Linked DNA regions of Mus musculus: regions 1 and 3 are each linked to region 2. Evidence: chromatin contacts called from public Hi-C and promoter capture Hi-C data. All regions are on one chromosome and are shown on one strand. The core of a region is the stretch at or near the end of the contact, and the rest is flanking DNA. Distances in the headings are between cores, read along the strand shown. Region 1 overlaps Gm31925 (a long non-coding RNA gene). Region 2 holds the start of Dnm3os (dynamin 3, opposite strand). Region 3 holds the start of Dnm3 (dynamin 3).

The links. Promoter capture Hi-C pulls out the DNA fragments that hold promoters and counts their contacts. Hi-C and Micro-C count contacts between places; a contact is called where the count stands out from the background.
Region 1: a Hi-C map of Th1 cells shows a contact between it and region 2, with 1.8 times the contacts expected there. The contact joins the enhancer-like site here to the promoter of Dnm3os in region 2. A contact is called at or near these places in 2 of 484 Hi-C or Micro-C datasets (the HPC-7 cell line and Th1 cells) and 2 of 115 datasets of contacts at active chromatin or transcription factors (bone marrow-derived macrophages and memory CD8 T cells).
Region 3: a promoter capture Hi-C map of embryonic stem cells shows a contact between it and region 2, with 2.6 times the contacts expected there. The contact joins the promoter of Dnm3 here to the promoter of Dnm3os in region 2. A contact is called at or near these places in 4 of 39 promoter capture datasets (embryonic stem cells, hippocampal neurons, liver and 1 more).

Annotation. Positions count from the first base shown.
Region 1 is chr1:161,906,004-161,908,703 of GRCm38.p6, forward strand. The region is part of intron 2 of Gm31925 (a long non-coding RNA gene); the gene reads left to right. Among named protein-coding and RNA genes, the nearest start is that of Gm31925, 11 kb to the left of the region's middle. Within about 2 kb of position 1,263, at least 46 of the 459 cell types and tissues checked have an H3K27ac peak or open chromatin away from gene starts, as enhancers often do. A contact at or near this core is called in Th1 cells and memory CD8 T cells, where this site is marked.
Region 2 is chr1:162,216,354-162,219,053 of GRCm38.p6, forward strand. Dnm3os (dynamin 3, opposite strand) reads left to right here and starts at 1,270. Exons shown (of 1, transcript NR_002870.2): 1 at 1,270-2,700. All of the region lies in intron 14 of Dnm3 (dynamin 3), which reads right to left. Mir199a-2 (microRNA 199a-2) reads left to right here and starts at 1,461; the gene lies at 1,461-1,570.
Region 3 is chr1:162,476,703-162,479,402 of GRCm38.p6, forward strand. It overlaps Dnm3 (dynamin 3), which reads right to left and starts at 1,332. Exons shown (of 21, transcript NM_001038619.2): 1 at 961-1,332. The coding sequence starts at 1,121. It overlaps Gm31985 (a long non-coding RNA gene), which reads left to right. Exons shown (of 3, transcript XR_373653.3): 1 at 1-173.

The sequences.
Region 1 (2,700 bases), core at 13-2,512, 310 kb before region 2:
GTGAGATGAACTCGGTCTCTGGTGCCCCACGTGTTGGAAGAGAAGTGACTCCCACAGGTTGTCTTCTGACTGCCACACATGAACAGTGGCATTTGAGCCACTCCTACATAGAATAACTAAATAAATAAAATATAATTTAAAAGTGTTTTTAAAAGAGTTAAACAATAAGAATGGGGGCCCTCTGTACATGTTTACAAGAAAAATTGACTTTAGAAGAAACCTAAATAGAGTGAGTTCATTTCAGACCAAGTGCCCAACTTGGCTCATTACAGGGAAGTAGAATCAAAAAATGTCACTGCCTTTGATTAGGTGAATATACTGCTGCCTCTCTCTTCTTGTCTCACAAAATGCCTGAGATGAAAAATATATAACAAAAATATGAATTGAGGGCCAGGAGAGATGACTTAGGAGCTCAGAGTACTTGCTGCTCTTGTCCTTGAACCCAAGTTCAATGACCAGCACCCATATGGTAGCTCACAACGCTCCATAACTGCAGTTATAGAGGAATCCAGTACCCTCTTCTGAGTTCCAAAGGCATTGCATACATGTGGCACACTTACATATATAAAGGCAAAATACTTACACACATAAAACATAAAAATTTAAAAAATCTTTACAAAGAAATACCAGTCGAGACCCTTAAAATAAATAACACCCCCAACACACACGCACTGTGCAAGTATATGATTTTGACATTATTACTTGATAAGCTTATCATAGAAAACTCATGCTTGGAGAATCTTGCTGGTTATTTTGACATTAATTTCTGGCCAACATCTCCTTCCTTAATTTCTCTCTGTACGAACAGGTAATCGAGATACCCACCAATTCATGGAACCTCTAGTTCACTTTAAGACCGGAGTATCCTGACCTTTGATTATGTGATTATGTTAAAGCCCTGGCACAGTCTTCCTCTTTCTCTTCCTCCACTTTTCCTATTCTTAAAGAGATAGGTGACTTTCCTCTTTCCTACTCAGCGAACATCATCCACAAACAACTGTTGAAGACCTACATCTACTCAAACACTGCCGGGAGACAGCTGTTGGAAAGATTACCACCCATGCTTTTAAGGAGGACATGGGCTAATTCTTAATTCAATTCCTAACTTTTTGATGGAGACATACAAGCACACTTTAAAATATAATTGTGTCAATTTTTAAACATATGCACATAGACATTTCATACTGTAATATTACATGTGGTATGCTTTCTTCTGGTATCTTCTCTTTCATTTTCAATGATGCAGCATGTGACTCACTGCCGTCACTTCACAGTCAAGTACTGTGTCTTGACTTACGGTTTGGAAAACACTCTTGCTGAAATACGAGCAGTCATGTAAATGAGTAATTACATGACAACTGTACTTTCTATTGTTCATTGAAGTATCTATGGGACTCACATTACCTAGTTGGTGAAAGGTTTTGTGGTGGTAGAAACCATGATCTGTATCTCTCAGTATTCTTTCTCTACTCCGCACACATCCCTGGTGTAGTGTCTTGTATAGAAAATATAATGAGTAGATAATTGTTGATAACAGCCATATATTGTCATTGAATATGTTAATTGAGGGCTCTGAGAAATAGATCTTAGGGTTAGTGTGTTTAGGGAGATTTATGAGAGTCAAAGCCAGTGGGATGGGATACAGAAGAAGGTAGAGAGAGCATGCAGACTATGACTGCAGGCTTAACAACCGAGAAGGGGCAGAAGAAGAGAAAGAGAAAGAAGTGAGAAAGATCTTTGAACTGGAAGGAACACAGTTATGGTAAAGCCCCAGTCTAACTGACAGGCTGCTCTCAAGCCAGACTCTTATGGGGCAAGTACTTCACCTTACTTGGAATGCATCTGCCTTAATAGTCTCTACATGGCTCATCAGTGGCTGGGAACTGCTTGCAAGCCTGAGCATGCACATGCAAGGGAATCCTGAGAGCAGCAGTAGAGTTAAAATCTCTGTAGAGGTCTTGGTATGTGCTCAGGGCCACCACAGCATAACAGTGCTCTTCTTACAGACTAAGTTTCCTTTTAAGGTTAGAGCAAGTTGGTTAAAAATAAACAACAAGACGGATGCACCGTGTTCCTGCTTTGACCTTGTTCTGGTCCCCCACCCCCATCCCTCCTAGGCTGTAGAATCAAGTCTCCTTTGTCCTTTCTGCCCCAGGAGAAGCTTTAGGATACTATTATTCCAGTTAGTGTCCCACAGGGATGAGAAGAGGGTGAATGTTCTAGAAAATAAGTAAAGGGTGACCCATGAAAAAAACTGCTGACACCAGCAAGTGTCTGGGGAGAGTACTGTAGCTTCAATTGTAAATGCCTCACAGAGGCCTGTTTGTTAAAAGGCCTGGTCTCCAGAGTGGTAGTGATTGTGAGACATTGAAAAATGGGGTCTAATGAGAGGCCTTGAGGTCACAGAGGGATGTATCCCTGGGCAGGATAAAGGACTCCAGACCCTTCTACAACACTTTTGCTTCCTGGCAATGAGATGAGTAGTTTTGCTCTGGTGTGTGTTCTACCCCATGCTATAGTGCTTCACCAGAGACCAATAAACTACAGGACCACCGAGATAACTTTCCACACTGATTATTTCAGGCATCTGCTGTAGTAATAAAAAGCCCATTAATATAAGAGTTTGAATCTTGGGCTGAAGAGATGGCTCAGCTGTTAAGAGCACTGACTATTCTTCCGAAGGTCCTGAGTTCAAATCCC
Region 2 (2,700 bases), core at 20-2,519:
TCGGGCTCTAATTCTTACAAAAATACTATAGCCCTTCATCCTGTGAGTTAGATTTAGAAAATCTCCCACATTGTGACCTCTACAAGGCCAATTGATAAAGCTCTTATTTGAGACAAAAATCTAATATCAATCAGAATACAGTGGAAAACAAGTTAGGGGACCTCATGTTCACAACATTCAACAGCCTACATAATTTGAAACAGTTAACAACTGGGACAGAGGACTAGAGGCCAAGCGAGCTGAGAGTTTGTAAGTGGTCAAGCTTCACTGGGCCAGTTTCAACAGATTTACTTAACCAGAGATAAACCTCATCATCAGAACACCATGTAAACAAAACAAAAGTATTCAAACAGAATTGGGAGTAGCCAGCAGGATAAAACAATGCTGTCCTTAACCGTGTGGCTCTACCAGAGGGAAATGTTCAGAAAAGAGCGGTACAGCAGTGTGGGTGCTTGAAGTCTAAACTTTTTAACATTTCCTTAGGTAAGGCTATAGAACGGCATGCAGAGAGCCAGCCAAGAGAGCTGAGGGAGGGAGACGAGGAAGGCCACATATGGAACTAATTACTCATGGAGAGGCCATGACAAAGAGCATTTCTCCAGACTTTTCATGGGGGCTTCACTTTCAGGAAGTTGCTGTAATTACTGCTCAAGTCTAGAGCAGCCTGCAAGCTGCTGACAGGTCCAGCAGAAAAGGAGGAGGAGGAGGAGGAGGAGGAGGAGGAGGAGGAGGAGGAGGAGGAGGAGGAGGGAGAAGGGGGAAGAGGAGGAAAAGAAAGGGGGGAGCCCCAACTTATCTGACCTCACTAAGGAGTAAAATACAAGAAAACAAAGTATCGCAGGAAAGTTAAAAAAAAAAAAAAAGGCCTCGAAGTTTGCCTGCTTAACAGTGTTTGACTTTCTGCTTACTGCTTTGTCATCTTTCTATCTTTAAATTACTTCTTCAGCCCAGATCAGGCAACAAATTTGTACTTCTACTCTCAACTCACTTTCGGTTGGCCACAGCAGAACTGTACATCTTGCCTTTTTTTTTTTTTTTTACAGCTTTTCCATACTGGGGCCCCACTTCCTGCCCAGTTGAGGGAAAAAATCTGGCCTGAAGATGAAATGACTGCTTAACATTACACGAAAACATCTGGTACCATTTTATGCACAGACCCATGTCTGAGAGCAGGCGATTCTAGCGGTCTCTCCAGCGGCACAGCGCATACCCAAACCTCCCCAGGGTGACATCATCCCATATATGGACTCTCCAGCCCAGCCCTCCCCCTTTTCCTGGTCCTAAATTCATTGCCAGTTCCCTAGTCTGCTGCAAATGTGCCACGTCAAGACTGGAAATCACAGCCCTTTAGTGTGTCTCAGTCGATGCAGCAGACAGGGTTCAGGGGGGAAGCTGAACAAGCCCCTGGTGCAGGAAGACAGGCTCTCCCCAGCCCCGGGACAGGATTTTCCACACACCGATGGAAGCTTCAGGAGATCCTGCTCCGTCGCCCCAGTGTTCAGACTACCTGTTCAGGACAATGCCGTTGTACAGTAGTCTGCACATTGGTTAGACTGGGCAAGGGCCAGCAACGCCATGGACGGCTGGGGACACAATGTGCTGCTTCCAAGGAGAGGACAGCTGGGTGCTCCTTTGTTGAATCTCATATCCAGTGTTTCTCTTCACAGGTTTTGCAAACTAGGGACCAAGAAGCCCTCAGGGACTCTGCCAGGGGAGAGGACTGCTCCAGGGAAGACCAGCGGGTAAGGCCTCTGGGATTGCGTACCTGGTCTGTGATTGGGGAACTAGATAGAGATCCCATCACCTGTGTGAAGACGCTGGAGACACTGAGCTAAGGGACAGATAACCGTGAACTTAACTTTCAAAAGAGCAAGGTCGTATGGTAAATTGTGATTTTCTGTGTGTTTTTTATAAGTCTAAATGTTGATCGTTCAAATGCTTTCTTAAATGTAAGGGTCTTCCGCTTCAAAATAAAAGGTGGGGAAAAAAACCTCACTCCAGACAAGTAGCAAAAACTGAACGAGACTTAGTTTTGAATGGTTGAAACTGATAATTCAGAGACTTAAACTCGAGCATGGATGAGCTATGTATGCAACCTCTAACACTCCAGGAATGAATGCATTTTGCCCTAAAGGAAAAAAATGCAATTTTCAAAACTCTTGTATGAACAGGGAGCTTTTCTGTTTATCTATATAATAGAAACACCAGAAATAATAGTACCTAACGATAAGAAGCAGTCTAGTCTTTTGTTTTTTGCTTTTTTGTTTTGTTATTTTACTATCAGACAATGCAAACGCACTTAGCCAGAGATGAGGGCCCAAGTGCCAAACCCACATCTTACTGACTCAGCAACTTAGCAGGCCAGGGGAATAGCGCTCTGTCTTTAGTGGGCTCACTAGATAACATTGAAATTGTTCTTCTAAAATCCAAGAATGGCTGATACTTGCTGGTCAGCTGAGCCTGCTGGCCCATCTTTTTTTTTTTTTTTTTTTTTTTTTTTAACAAGGCTCTCACTTGTCCTGGGCCTTTGAAATGATAAGGCACGTTGTCTAAAAAGATGCTGATAAAACAGGAATTTGTAAACGAAGGCAAAAGTTTTCTTTGGTCAGTTTCCAGCTGTCCTGGAGGTGAAGGAGAGTGGGGGAGGTAGGCAGACTGGAAGCAAGAAAACTTCCTCTGGCTGAATGAAATACTGAAAGA
Region 3 (2,700 bases), core at 82-2,581, 260 kb after region 2:
GTGCAAGAGAGATGCTGGTCAGTTCTGAGATGGTGCAGGAATGACAAGGCACCTGAACATCGCAAGTCCACGGTCATCCCTGGAGGTCTCGGGTTTTCAGTCATGCCTGAGCAGTGAATGGGTGCACACTCATAAACACACCACCGTTTATTCTTCAGCTCCCAAGGCGAATGGTAGGCAAGCATCTCCCCGTAAGCCTTCACCACAGGGATTTCGGGGTTCACACACCCCGCCTCCCCTGCTCGGGGCAGGCGATGACTGTTTCAAACAGTGTAAGCCTTCACCACAGGGATTTCGGGGTTCACACACCCCGCCTCCCCTGCTCGGGCAGGCGATGACTGTTTCAAACAGTGTAAGCCTTCACCACAGGGATTTCGGGGTTCACACACCCCGCCTCCCCTGCTCGGGCAGGCGATGACTGTTTCAAACAGTAAACAGCTGAGATGAGAGTCAGGGACAGGGGATGGGGGGCCGGGGCGGCGGGGGGGTGGGGTGGGGGAGAGGGGGGTGTGGACGAAGAAGGAGGGGTACATCCCGGCTGAGAGCTTCCAGGAGAGTGACAGGGAAAGGAGAGGGGTGTTGAGAAAGAGAACTGGCGACTGGAAAGCACCAGGCTGCGCTTCCAGGCTGCCAGGGGCTGGCGCGCACCAAGCCAGCGAGGGAAGTGGATCCCAGGGCGTACCCCGACTCCCCCACCGAGGGTGGGGAGGAAATGGCTTTGTATGGCAGGATGAAAGGCAGACAGGGGGTCACCACCGGGTAGAGAATGCTGGGGCGAAGGATGCTCAGAGCAAGGAGGACCCCGCCCGCTCTAGAAACACTAGTGCTCTGCCTCCAATCCGCTGCAGCCTCTAGTCCACCCTCGGGGCTCCCCACACCGTTCCATGTTCCAACGGCCTGAAGCACGGGGCTCCCCCCACCCCCACGGACGCGCCCCCACCGCGCTCCCGGTGCGCTCACCTGCCCACGAAATTCTCGAGCACTGAGCTCTTGCCGGCGCTCTGGCCGCCCACCACGGCGATCTGTGGCAGCTCTAGCAGACAGCTCTGTCCCAGAGCCGAGAAAGCGTCCTGCAGACGGTTCACCAGAGGGATCAGCTCTTCCATCTCCCGGTTCCCCATCTTGCCTGTGCGGCCAACTGCCCCACAGGTCCCTGTTCGACTGTGTGACCTGGCAGGCAGCCCAGGCCTCGAAGCACTTGTCCCGGTTGTCGCTGTGCGGGGCTCACACGGCGGAGTCCCTGCACCGATGTCCGATCCCTGCCTCCCACTGCTAGGATCCTGACAGCTCACAGCCCACGACGCGCTTGCGCAGCCCAGAGAGGCGAAGGAGGCGTGGCCTGGTCCTGAGACGGTCACGCCCACACCACGCCTCTCGCCCTGCTTCTCCCTAGAGTTTCCAATCCTACTGGCCTACGGTTGGACTGCCTCCCAGCTTCAGTCAGATGCCACTGCCCAGGCTAAAGGGCAGAGTACTGCACTTGGTCAAGGAAAAGCCTAAAATCACACCCAACAGGAATTGTTGTTCCTTTTGAAGGAGCTAAACCACACAGACGAAGCCTAGAGGAAAGCACTACCATCTACCATCAGCTAACAGCACGTTGACATCAGCTTCACCATGCACCACCACCACTGTACGCACCAGAATACATTTCCCAAAAGGAAATCTCACATTTCACCCCCTACTCCAAAACCCCAGATTGCTGTGGGATGCAGAGATAAACTGGCCTTTTAGAGTCAATCCCCATTAGAAAACTGGGTTACCTGACCTTATTGAAGTACTCATCATTACCAGCCTGTCCTACTCTACCTTCTGTAAGCTAAAGTGTAGTTCCTTGAACCTTTCTGTTCCCTACTCCTACCATACTCATTCTGGCTTTTAGAATTCCTTGCCTGAGCTAACTGTCCTTTTAGCTCCTGGTCAGGACAAAGAGATTGGCTGTTGAGTCCATTGTAACCACGCAGTCTGCACTCGATCCGTTAAATTTAGCACACTGAGAAGAGTCTGTGCCCGGAGATGGAGACACGAAGATAAATGGCCATGGTTCTTCACCTCCTTATCGTGGTCCTGTTTCCTGTGCATTTTGAATACTGATACCTCTCAGGATTTAGTGCGCAATATTTACTTGTCCTGCACATCTTCCATCTGATGATTGCCCAATGGCTTTAAGTAACCTAAAGACTAGAGACTACATAGGAAAATGTGTTGCATCTCTAGCACCCTGGGGTCTTCACTGTCACTTAGGCATCACCATTGCACTATTGCCCTTCTAGGACAACAGTGAACCAAGTCTGAGCCTGCCCCACGTTTCCTAGGCTCGGTGGCTCTCTGGATATGCTATATGATAGCTGAGTCAGTCTTTCACTTTTCATGCCTGCAAAACCAGTACCACATGGAGTACAGAGCCATGCTTTGCTGCCGGTTTGGGATGGAAACTTTGGACCACTATTGCAGCAACCTCTACGCACTGACCCTGAGGAGCTGGTGGCAGGGACGTCTGTGGCAGAAGAGGGTGGAGGCTGGTCATATTGCATCTATAGTCAGAAGGCAGAGTTAAACGGATGCTGATCATCAGCTACCTTTGTCCTTCCTAGGCAGTCAGAAATCTCAGAAATCCCAACACGTGGAGTAGTCCCACCTTAACTAACCTAGCTAAAGACACGCCCAGAGGTTTGTTTCCATGGTGATTCTAGATCCTTC